Linked DNA regions of Mus musculus: all the other regions are linked to region 1. The links are chromatin contacts, called in public HiChIP or PLAC-seq maps. All regions are on one chromosome and are shown on one strand. The core of a region is the stretch at or near the end of the contact, and the rest is flanking DNA. Distances in the headings are between cores, read along the strand shown. Region 1 holds the start of Ppp1cc (protein phosphatase 1 catalytic subunit gamma). Region 2 has its middle 31 kb from the start of Anapc7. Region 3 holds the start of Brap (BRCA1 associated protein). Region 4 holds the start of P2rx7 (purinergic receptor P2X, ligand-gated ion channel, 7).

Region 1 (2,973 bases), core at 281-2,780:
ATGGTGTCCCTGGGAAGCTACCCTGCCCTGGAGGGAGTCCAAGATTCCAAAAACTCAGTGAAGACCACATTGACCTCCACAGATTCACAGCAGGGCTTAGCATCGACCCCAGGATGTCAAGAAGCCTGGTGCACCAGCTGCCTTGGGGTGATGAATGACCATTTGTGTAATGGTGTGCAAAACCATAGCTTGGGACAATGAGTTGGTGAGTGGGCAAAGTGGAGCAGAGGGCTGAGGAGAGCTGGGGAGAATCCTGAAACCCCACTGTCGGGGGCTAGCATCAGGAAAAGGGCTCAGATCTAGATGGGTGCATCACACACCATGCTGCGGGGCCACGGGAAGACAGAGCTTGTAGAAAATGAGTCTCTCTATGGGGAGACAACCTTGCAAGGCATTCATGGAAAGGAATCCTCAGATCCATCCCTCTTGCTTTGAGAAACATGAACTGGAGGTGGGGCTGGGGGAGAACATTTTGTAAATTTTCTGGCGTGCTACTGGGAAGAGATAAATGGGTCAGATGGGTGTGCATTTTTCTTCCATAGGCAGCTAGCCTGCGAGGCAGCAGAGTTGGGGACCCCTCAGGTGAAGGGGTGCCCCTGGGGAGTCAAGGAAGCTAGAGGCAAGCAGCAGATGAATGCGCTGAGGCCCAGAGCGCACGCACAGCAACCTCCCAGGAAATGTGCAAATTCCCATTTTATCTGCTCCGGCACGCTCATTCAACCCAGCTCCGGCTAAATACAGGGGAAATCTCTTAAATTATTATATAACTTTCTGAGTTCAAGAAAGATAATTCAAAAGATAGGTAGTAGCAACCCTTACAGAATTCTCCCAACCTCTCTCTAAAATGTAAAAGAGCATTAGCGCACACAAGAAGCTCACACAAATTACTTAATGTGCCACTCACAGTGGATTAACATTTTTTTGGCTTATCTTGGGGGCTTCTTTTTTCCAAATATTGTATCGTAGATGCTTTATTGCAGTATTATGAAATTTTGCCAGTGCTGGGAATTGAACCCAAGGTCTCACACATACTCGACAAGCATTCTCACCACGGAGCCGTATATCTAGCTCTTCTTGTTCACCAATGTGCCAGAGTATTTGAATCCCCAACGTTCCAACCTCCTCCTCTTTATGATTCTCCACAGGCAAGCAACCCCACCCCAGATTGGCTCCGAGGGGTGATTCAGTGTTGAACTCCCACCCCGCCATGTCGGTCAGACTTCTGTCCCCAAGCAGCAGAGCCGGAAGGAGCTGGTGAGCCTCGCAGCGCGCAGCAGACTGACAAAGTCCACCTTCAACTTGCGCGCGCCAACTTCACAACTTCCCTCTCCCGCCACAGGGGGTCTATTTCCCCCGCCCGTTTGGCGGAAGGATCCCGCGCGCGGTGGCGGAGTCGCGCTCAACCGTCTCCGCCCGGGCTCCGCCCCACCCCCGCCCTACGCGCTCAAACCCCGCCCCTTCCCGGCGCCGGCCCCGCCCCCTTCCCGCGCGCTCTATGGGCCCGTAAAGAAGTCCCGGCCGGGCCGCTGCACTCCCGCGCGCGCATCCGTGCGCCGCCCGAGGCTGGCCTGAGGAGTCGGCGGCCATCTTGTTCTTCTCGTGGTTCCCAGTGGCGAGAGGAGGAGGAAGCCCGGAGCGGAGCGGGGCGGCTGGGGGGGGTGGACCCGCCGCGGCTGCTGCTGCCACCGCCGCCGCCGCCACCACCGCTCGTGGGGCTCGTGGCGTGAGGAAGGAGGACGAGTGAGACCCCGGGGCGAGCGGGCGGCGGCGCCGCTGCTGCTGCTGCTGCTGCGGGAGGGTCGGCGGCGGGACGGCGATGGCGGATATCGACAAACTCAACATCGACAGCATCATCCAACGGCTGCTGGAAGGTGAGCGGCGCGCGGGTGGGTGGCGGGGCAGGCCCGGCCGGTGGGGGATCAGGCCCAGTGGAGGGGCCGGTCTTTTCTCGGAAGCCGCTTTGGATCTGGGGCGCGCATACAAGCGCCTCCGGGTTTGGGGACCCCATTATTTTTTATCACTCCCCTGTCCTTGCTTTCACATTTATCATCTGGAGTCCAAGGACTCATCAGAGGGACTTGGCTTGGCAGGACGACGTCCCAGTGCGATGAGAGTCCGTCTCCTGCATTTTCCTACCCCCTCCACCCTCCCCTCAAAGCCATCCATCCTCCAGCGTTCTTTCCCCCTTGAACGTGCATCCGCACACGGACCCAGTCCGGGTGACAGTGTGGCTCTCTCTGATCATCAGATTGTTGTGTCCCTGAGGACAGGGGGACGCTGCCGCGTTCAGCGAGCACCCGCCAGGTAGGTGCTGTGTTGTTATTATCCTGGAAGTGGGTTTCGCAAGAGAAACTCCCAAGACCTCGCTGGACCAAGAATTAACAGTTAAAAGTCAGGTTTCAAACCCCGGGGTAGCTAGGAACCTAGAGAGAACCTGCCGCCTTCCAACTGTTCACCCCGTGGGAACCCAGGATGTCCAGTGGTTGAGGAGAGGTTCAAAAACAAAAACCCAGCTTTCCTTTTGTCCGACTTGGGGGTTTCTGCCGTGTGGTTTCCTACTTTGGAGATTTCAAATTTGACATAGGTCTGGATCCTGCTAATCACAGATCCCACAACATCCGCTGAAGCTAAAGAGGAGAAGATCCAGTAACCTTGATTTGGGCTCTTGACACTAGCTTGCTTTGGCCCAAAATACTTTTGGAGTGGTGGACAGCTGCGCAATTCTGGTGGTAGATGTCTTCAAGTAAATCACTGACAGAAAAGGGAAAAGGTGTCTTTTTAAAATCTGGGCATTTCCCCGGGGGGCGGGGGGGTGTTTTTCAAGACAGGGTTTCTCAGTATGGTCCTGGGGCTGTCCTGGAACTCACTCTGTAGAGCAGGCTGGCCTCAAACTCAGAAATCCGCCTGCCTCTGCCTCCCTAGGGCACGGATTAAAGGCTTGGGCCACCACTGCCCAGAGCATTGCCTCCTCTT
Region 2 (2,700 bases), core at 158-2,657, 300 kb after region 1:
CAGCGTGTTGTTGGGTTGGGCCCTTAAAAATAGATCTGAAGCTAGGCATGATGCAGGCCTTTAATTCCAGCACTTGGGAGGCAGGAACAGCTTTTGAGATTTAGACCACGGCATGAGACTTAAAAAAGTGGAGTCTGGGGATAGACAACCTCCTCCAGAGTGGTGAGAGCGCATATCCATCCCTACAATGCCATTAGAGGGTACTTCTCTGCTCAGTTACAAGAAATCTGTTTACTTGACTCTGGAGTGTAATCACCTGTCTTCTGGCTAGGATTGTTGTCTTCTTCCGTCATTCCCCCCTCCCCCTCAGTTTCAGGTCTTGCCAAGAAAGGCAAAGTTTCCTCCTTGTATTTAAAAAGACAAGGATGTGAGAGGCTCCATGGTGAGGCCTTGACTAGCACACCCACTGTTGAGGGCCTAGTGCTGTGTCACGGGTGCTGGGTCTGTACTGACCCTCAATGCTGACTCCTGCTTCACGCTCCGAGGCTTCTTACAGCTACACACTCGATAGTTTTGCTTCTCTACTGCAAACCGTGCTGTAGCCCTGTGAGGCCTAGAGTGGACCTGCTAGGTCACGAAGGGCTTTGGACTTAGGTGACACCCAGTTGTTCTCCAGGGGGCACTGGGCTCCCACCAGCCATGGAAAACGCACAGCTTACACAGGACAGCATCCTGCGCTCATGACTTTCTCTTCCAAAGTGTAGACATTAAAACCCTTTAATCCATTTGCACTAGATTGGGCCTAAAGATATAGAAGTGTTTCTGCCAAGCACAAGGGCTCAAGTGGCCTTCAGACCTCCTGCTTGGCATACTTCATGTCCATGAAAAACAAGCCTATTAGATTAAAAGAATTGTGTTGACATCTGGTCTTAGAAGTTACTAAAGGTTGCTAAGAACAGGATGTCTGCTGGGCGGCTGTGGTGCGTACATACACCTCGCAGCACTTGGGAGGCAGAGACAGAGTTCCAGGCCAGCCTGGTCTTTATTCCTTCTGAGAAATTTCTTCGTTGAATATGAGCTGAAGTGTTGGGGACAGTGATCCTGTAATTCTGAAATGTTAGGAATAACTCGAGTTGTTTATTCTGAAAGGGGCAGGAGTGGAGGTCAGAGGACAAGTTTGTGGATGGAGCTGGTTCTCCCATGGGTTCTAGGAGTCAAGCCCAGGACTCCAGACTCATCTTAAGGGAAAGGCCTTTACCTGCTGAGCCATCTTGGCCCTGGATGCTGTCAAAAAGCTGTCCTATTACAGGAGCTGACAGGACTCATTTGAAGCTTATCTCTGCCAAGTAAGGCCAGAATAGCAGTTTAAGGGAGAATTCAGGATCCTTTCAGGTCTACTTCTGTCTCCCGTCACAGTCACTTTGCATCTGAACAGTCACACAACTCCCGAGGCTAGTCACGTGTAGACTTCTAGTCTGAGCTGAAAAGGCCTGATTTCTGCTGAAGGTCACTGTGACACGCATTCTGCTTCCCTCCAGGTTAACTACAAAACCAGTCTCCCAGGGAGGCCTCAGTGCCCGTCCCCACCCTCCTGTAAATCAGCCACAGCTCTGCTGAGGGTTTATCGTAGAATAGATTTATTTACCTGAAATCATGTCTGTGCAATACCTGTTACCAGCACAGAAACTGACCTCTATTTACAGACTACAGTCAAACATGCGCTGTGAGAAGCTGTGAGCAACTGAACTGACGCTGAGCACTTTATTACGATAAATGCACACAATACTTGTATTGCACCAACATCTGTCTACTGCTTCTGACTTCATTAAATAAGTTACAATAATACAGTGTGGAACAGCTGGCTGCACACCTAAACAACTGAAGTTAGGACTGGAGGCCTATGTTGTAACCATTCAGCAGCTGTAGTGTTTTAAATGAATTTATAAATAAGCAAACTGTACAGGGCCCATTAGAAAGCATGTTTCAATGTCACTGTAGAGCAATCTGGCCACTTACAACTGAAGGCATGCATTACAATTATCATACAGTTAGAGAGGCTATGACATTTTGCAGAGAAATGTGGAGACTTGGCTGATGGCTTCTGTTCTTGGATAAGGTTTCAGAACCTCCTTCTCGCAGCAAAGAAACCAACTTCTCTGGAGAGGCTCTCTGATTTGTTATGCTAAATTGTACATTTGTTATTATTTTGATTGAACAGCTAAAACCCCACTGGTAATACACATTTCCTCCACATCACACAGTGAGTTGGGGACTGTTTCTATTTTTCTTTTCCCCAACCTCAGTCATGCAGAGGGCTGGTAGATGTGTTGCTAACAACGCACATGCACGCACCCGAACACCCTTATATTTCTGCAAATGGTTTAGGAAGCGGTTACTCCAGTATTGCTGAAAAGGAAAGAGAGAGGAAATCAGCTTTTCGAAACGTAGAGCAATGTTAAGACACAACAACAGGGACAGACAGAAAGAACACTGCATTTGGTCTAGATGCAAAACCAGCATTTCTGACGGAGTGTTCCAAGTGCTTGCTGCCCAGGCACATCTAGAAGCAGTGGCTTGGTGACTGCCCTGGGCCGCCTCCTACCAAAGTTCCAGGAGGCAGAAACTAGAAGGCATGTCAGGTACAGGGCTGAGAGCCATGCAGAGGGTGAGGCAGGTGGAGCAGTGAGTGGCATGGCACCAGGGGAGAGGCCTTCCTGTCCCTCCCTGTTCTCTATGGCAGCCAGTCCTGGGCTACAGGCT
Region 3 (2,700 bases), core at 82-2,581, 500 kb before region 1:
ATAGTATAAACACCTCTATATATTGTATGTTCCTGTTACAGGTACCATTTGTATCCATGGCCTCTCCCAGACCTCTTACACTATAGCATGTACACAATATTGTCCTTCCTGACATGTCATATTTTTTCTCCATATATGCACTAATCTTACCTGGCCTTTCTTCCTTTCTTTCTCCCTTTCTTTCTTTCTTTTCTCCTTCCTTTCTTTCTTTCCTTCTTTCTTTCTCTTATGTGTGTGTGTGTCCTGAACATTGTTTCGATTATATCGTGTGTATGTGTGTGTGTATTTTAGACACTGAACCCAGAGCCTATACCTAAAGCATTCTAACCCTTAAGTGCATTCCTCAGTGTGTGTGCTCACTATAGCACCTGCACAGAGGACAATCTTGAGTTAGTTCTATCCTGCCATCTTGTGAAGCACAAAGCCTTCAGCAGAAGCCTGGAAGTAACCCTGGCACTGATGAGGTGGAAAAGGCAGGAGGGTCAGAAGTTCAAGGACATCTGATTCCAATACGTAGAGAACATAGATTATCTTTTCTCCAATATATAGGGTTCTCAGTATCTTGGGCTACTCAAGACCTTGTCTCAGAACAACTCAAAACCTCAAAACAACTAAACAATGGCCAGACGGTGGTAGGGCAGGGCTGTATCCCACAACTCCAGAGGCTTAGGCAGGCAGATCTCTGAGTTCGAGGACAGCCTGGTCTACAGAGTGAGTTCTAGGACAGCTAGGCGTACTTGGAGCAACTCTGACTTGGAGAAGAAAACAACAAAAACAAACAAAAAATAAAACAAAACCAAACACATCCAAACCACAAAACCAAATTTAACCATGACCTATAGGCTTCCCAGCGTATCCCTGTCTCTTACACAGCGTTTTGTATCACACAACCGAGTGGTTATGCAATAACTAGCTCAGGATCGCACGAGTGCTGAAGCTTGTCCTGTCTGGGGCTGTTTTCTGTGTCCGCAAAAATAATCATCCCACGCAGCCCCGCAGTGCCCGGCTCTCAGTGGATTATCTGTGAAGTCATTGCGCTCCTAGCCAGCCCCTCGCCATACCTGCAGAAAGTTACAACCCTGAGGTCGAAGACCCAGGAAGCCTCAGAGTCTCTGCGGACCCATAGACTCTCGGTGAGCCCTGCGGGAAAACTAAGGAGGACAAACGTAGAGAGGGGTCAAACGCAAAATAGGAGCCAGGCGTCTTTGCGTGCTCTGCGCACGCTCCTCGGACCCTGTCCAGACGGTCAGCCAAGGGGGCAGAAGCAGCTGTCGAAAGCGCATGCGCGCCCGGGGCCTCGCCCCTTTCCGCGTGCGCGTGCGCGACCCGGCGGGTCAGAGACGGCGGCCGACAGGCGGAAGCGGAGGTTGTTGTGGCTCGGCAGGCTGCGCGCGACGGGGGCTGCCGCTGCTGAGGCGGCGGCCGCGGCTTCTGAGGCGGTGGCGGCGCTGCCGACCGCGGGCCGCTCGGCCTCTGGGCTCGGGCCGCAGCCTTCCGTCAGCCCACCGGGGCCCACGCCGAGCAGCGCCTGTCCTATGAGTGTGTCACTGGTGGTCATCCGACTGGAGCTCGCGGGTCACTCGCCGGTCCCCACCGACTTCGGCTTCAGCGCCGCCGGTGAGTCGGCGGCCTCGCGCCGGGCCGGAGGGTCGGCAGCCCTCGCTCCACCGGCCCCCGGACTTGCCGGGCGCCTCTGCTCGACGTCGCCCTCGCTGCGAGAAAGCGCGGCCCAGGGCGCGGGGGCGATGCTGTGCGCCTTTCCCAAGCTGGCAGTCAGACAGACCGGTGGGGAAAGGATTTGCCCAAAGTTAGGTGTGAGTGGCTGGAAACGCGAGTTTTAGCCCAGCCGGGGACCGAGAGGCTGACGTCTTCACCACCGGCCACAGACTTCCTTAGTGGGTCATGCAGCTTCGGCTCTTCCCGTGATCGTCACAACCTTACCTGATAGCATTGAGGATCCTGAAGTGAAGGCAGGAGGACAGGCAACCAGAAGCCAGGCAGGGTTGGGGGGGGGGGGCGGAAACCTGTCTCAAAAGACCGACGAGAAAAAGGTGTGTGTGGGAGGGCGATTGCTTGGTATCTGTCAAGAGTTTTGTCATGCCCTGAATCAGACTTGGTCTGATATGTGCCATACGGACTAAATGTCCCAAGTTGATGGAAAAGAGAAACGGACACTTAGTTTGGAGAGCTGGGCTGGCGCTCGTTCTCGGAAGGATGGCATCCTGGACACTCTGTGGGTCCATTCTTTGGAGCTGCAGTAGAAGAGTGTGTTGTGGTCTTTCTTGGTCTTTGAGACTCCAGTGACTTGATTTATTTCAAGGTTACAAGCGAAATTCCAGAGCTCAAAGTGACCCCTAGATCTGAAAGTCAGTTAAGTTGGCACTAGGCACAAACAGGTAACTTCATCCTGGCCCAGTCCTGGAGACATTTATGCAGTAAAGCCTAGGGGGAGAGTACCTACTGTGTGCTTAGATGTGTGGATCGGGTGCTGAGAACTCCTACTGTGTGCTTGGTTGTGTGGGTTGAGTGCCGTACTGGACAGGCCTGGTGCCTGCCTCAGAACTGATGTTAAGGAATTTCGGTCACATCTCCGGGTTTCTGAAATGCTGCTTATTCATTAATAAGTAGAGGGACAGAGGCAGACACTGGAAAAGAGCCTCATCCAGGGGGACACGCCATAGAGGAGCAGGAAAGCTATTG
Region 4 (2,700 bases), core at 128-2,627, 490 kb after region 1:
AGGCAAGACAGCAGTAGGTTGGGATGCTTGCGGGGAGATGGTTCTTTCTCCCTAGGGAGGGATAACGCCTGAGTGACTGTTGCTTCCTTTCTCTAACGTCTAACATCCCACTTGTGCCTGGAAGATTCCAGGTCTCAGAGAAGCAGCAGCCATAGCCACGTTAGGACAGAGCCTCAGACACCAGGCTCTGCAGGTGCCTCATTTGAGGACGATCGGGTCTTTATCACCCAGGACCACCGATCCACTGTGTAAACCGTGTGGGAAAGGCCTGCTTTATACATCCTGCTTTCCTACAGCCTGTCGGAGCAGGGTTTCAGCCCTGGTGTGGTCCCTCGCAACTATAGTCCCAGAATTTGTGAGCTGGAGGTGTGGGAAAGATGAAGGCTTAAGGGTCAGTCTCAGCCTCACAGTAAGTTACAGAGAAGTCTGAGTTACACGAGACCCTGTCTCAAAACAAAACAAATAGAGAATAAAACAACAAAACCGCACAGCAAAAAAAAAAAAAAAAAAAAAAAAAAAAAATCAACCAAACAAGATTTCCTCTCAACTCCACCTTCCTCAGAATTCTACAATGAGGCTACCTCTTCTACTATTTGGAGATAGCATTGGTCCTCTCTCATGAGGTGTCTCCATGGTCAGGAGGGATACTGGATGCAGCTTTGTTCTTGGTGGTCTAGGACTGACTGGACCATGAGATGACCTCCCGGGTCCCGAGCAGGATGAAGTGTAGATGGAGGAGAGAGTGAGACAAGCGTGGATATAATCTTCCCATCCCACAATGAATCTGATCTGGCAGCCATCTTTGGCAGACCAGAGTATCCCGTGGAGCAGCGGAGGACAAAGATGCCATTCAGTCATCGGGTGCACCTGTACATGTGGACTGAACAAAGGGTTGTCCGGAAAACAAAGGGATAATCTCTGTGGGGTGCGGTGGGGCTCACCTATAATCCCAGCACTCGGGAGGTGGAGGCAGGAGGATCAGAAGTTCATAGCTAGCCTTGAGTGAGTAACAAATCTAAGGTCAGCCTGGCTGCTTGAGAACAGGTCTCAAACAGGCAACAAAAGAAATGGATGGGTCTGAGTGGGGGTGGGGGGGCTTGAGGCAGTGGTCGCATCTAGGCCCTTGTCTGAGTCACACTGGGTCTTACAACATTTGAAGGACTGCCCTTTTCTCTCAAATGAAATGAGTTCCAAAAGAGCACAAGGAAAGGGGGTGGGGAGGGGGAATTTTAAAAATGCCCATCTTCTGAACACCATCTTTGTGCGGGCGTCTGGGGGAGGCTAGCGGGGCGGGGTCATCTGCCAGCCAGGCCTGTAGGACTTGGTTCTTGTTTATTCCACTCACATTCAGGGCAGTTGCCAGGACCCGCCCCCGCTGCAGTCACTGGAGGAACTGGAAGTTAACCGTTCCTGCTGAGAAATCGGTGTGTTTCCTTTGGCTGCTCCTAGGTGAGGGTTTGCTGTGGTCTAGCCTGGGAAGTAGGTCTAGCCCAAGTCCAGCCTGAACAGAGCGAGCCTGTCGCCATGCCGGCTTGCTGCAGCTGGAACGATGTCTTGCAGTATGAGACAAACAAAGTCACCCGGATCCAGAGCACGAATTATGGCACCGTCAAGTGGGTCTTGCACATGATCGTCTTTTCCTACATTAGGTAAGCGGGGCGTGGGATGGGCCGATCTCTGCAGCACTGTACAGCGTCGGCAGCCCCACGAGGCAGCTGCTGGTGCACTGGCTGGATTCTATGTGGGTCCTTAAATCTGAGACACACTCTCATAGCCCGCTGGGAGGAAACAGTAAGAGGAAGCTGTGCTTGGCTGTAGCTGGAGGAAGCCGCAGAGAGAGAGGGTGGCAGACTGTGTGCCTCCCTTTGGCCTTTTCAACTGCAGCCAAGGCCTGCCAAGATGAGCGAGCAGGGCAGGGCATGCCCGGGGAACCTGGGAGACACAGGCCAACACCCTGGGCTCCCACAGAGATAAGGGGATTTCCCTTGTGGGCTCTGAATTATCCTCCTGCTTAGGAGAGATAGAACCAGGTTTGCAAATGTCGTTTTTAGAGCATCTTGGAGGTCCTTTAAAAACCTCTTATGAAGGTACAAAATGTGTACCCCGGACTTTCACTGATTTACAGTGTTCATGTCCATGGCTTTCCATGTATTCGTCGAGCTGTGCAGCGGTCACCAAAATCAAGAACATTTTCAGCCCAGTGTGGTGGTGCATGCCTTTAGTCCCAGCACTGGGGAGGCAGAGTCCAGCCTGTCTGTCTACAAAGCAAGTTCGAGGACAGCCAGGACGACACAGAGAAACCCTTTTTTTGAAAAACAAAACCAACCAAACAAGAACATTGTTTATCAGCCTAAAAGGTTGTCCCTTAGATCAGGGACCCACCAATCCATTTTCTGTTCCTGTGGATTTACATATGTATGTATGTATGTATGTATGTATGTATGTGTGTATGTGTATGTGTATGTGTATGTGTATGTGTATGTGTATGTGTATATGTGTATGTATACACACACACATATATTTCATATAAATAGAATCACATGGCATGCGGTCCTTTGCGACTGACTCTTCCTCTTAGCATGTTTTCAGTGTTCAGGTATGTGTTAGAGCGAGTGTGTTGATGCTGTAGACTATTTATGACTGGATAACACTCCACTGTATGTAAGTACAATACTATATAAGTAGACAGCCCTCTAGAGA

What was found. HiChIP or PLAC-seq counts read pairs in DNA pulled down with a chosen protein or histone mark.
Region 2: an H3K4me3 HiChIP or PLAC-seq map of embryonic stem cells shows a contact between it and region 1, with 5 times the contacts expected there. The contact joins the enhancer-like site here to the promoter of Ppp1cc in region 1. A contact is called at or near these places in 1 of 39 promoter capture datasets (liver), 1 of 484 Hi-C or Micro-C datasets (embryonic stem cells), 2 of 115 datasets of contacts at active chromatin or transcription factors (embryonic stem cells and large pre-B cells) and 1 of 9 other capture datasets (embryonic stem cells).
Region 3: a contact with region 1 is called in an H3K27ac HiChIP or PLAC-seq map of acute myeloid leukemia, with 2.6 times the contacts expected there. The contact joins the promoter of Brap here to the promoter of Ppp1cc in region 1.
Region 4: an H3K27ac HiChIP or PLAC-seq map of embryonic stem cells shows a contact between it and region 1, with 2.1 times the contacts expected there. The contact joins the promoter of P2rx7 here to the promoter of Ppp1cc in region 1. A contact is called at or near these places in 1 of 39 promoter capture datasets (cranial neural crest), 4 of 115 datasets of contacts at active chromatin or transcription factors (bone marrow-derived macrophages, embryonic stem cells, large pre-B cells and 1 more) and 1 of 9 other capture datasets (adipose tissue).

The regions. Positions count from the first base shown.
Region 1 is chr5:122,156,745-122,159,717 of GRCm38.p6, forward strand. Ppp1cc (protein phosphatase 1 catalytic subunit gamma) reads left to right here and starts at 1,531. Exons shown (of 7, transcript NM_013636.4): 1 at 1,531-1,871. The coding sequence starts at 1,817.
Region 2 is chr5:122,451,959-122,454,658 of GRCm38.p6, forward strand. It overlaps a transcript of Atp2a2 not described here. Among named protein-coding and RNA genes, the nearest start is that of Anapc7, 31 kb to the left of the region's middle. Within about 2 kb of position 1,408, at least 24 of the 459 cell types and tissues checked have an H3K27ac peak or open chromatin away from gene starts, as enhancers often do. A contact at or near this core is called in embryonic stem cells and liver, where this site is marked.
Region 3 is chr5:121,659,232-121,661,931 of GRCm38.p6, forward strand. It overlaps Brap (BRCA1 associated protein), which reads left to right and starts at 1,332. Exons shown (of 12, transcript NM_028227.3): 1 at 1,332-1,617. The coding sequence starts at 1,536. Acad10 (acyl-Coenzyme A dehydrogenase family, member 10) reads right to left here and starts at 1,279. Exons shown (of 21, transcript NM_028037.4): 1 at 1,062-1,279.
Region 4 is chr5:122,642,550-122,645,249 of GRCm38.p6, forward strand. It overlaps P2rx7 (purinergic receptor P2X, ligand-gated ion channel, 7), which reads left to right and starts at 1,378. Exons shown (of 13, transcript NM_011027.4): 1 at 1,378-1,649. The coding sequence starts at 1,525.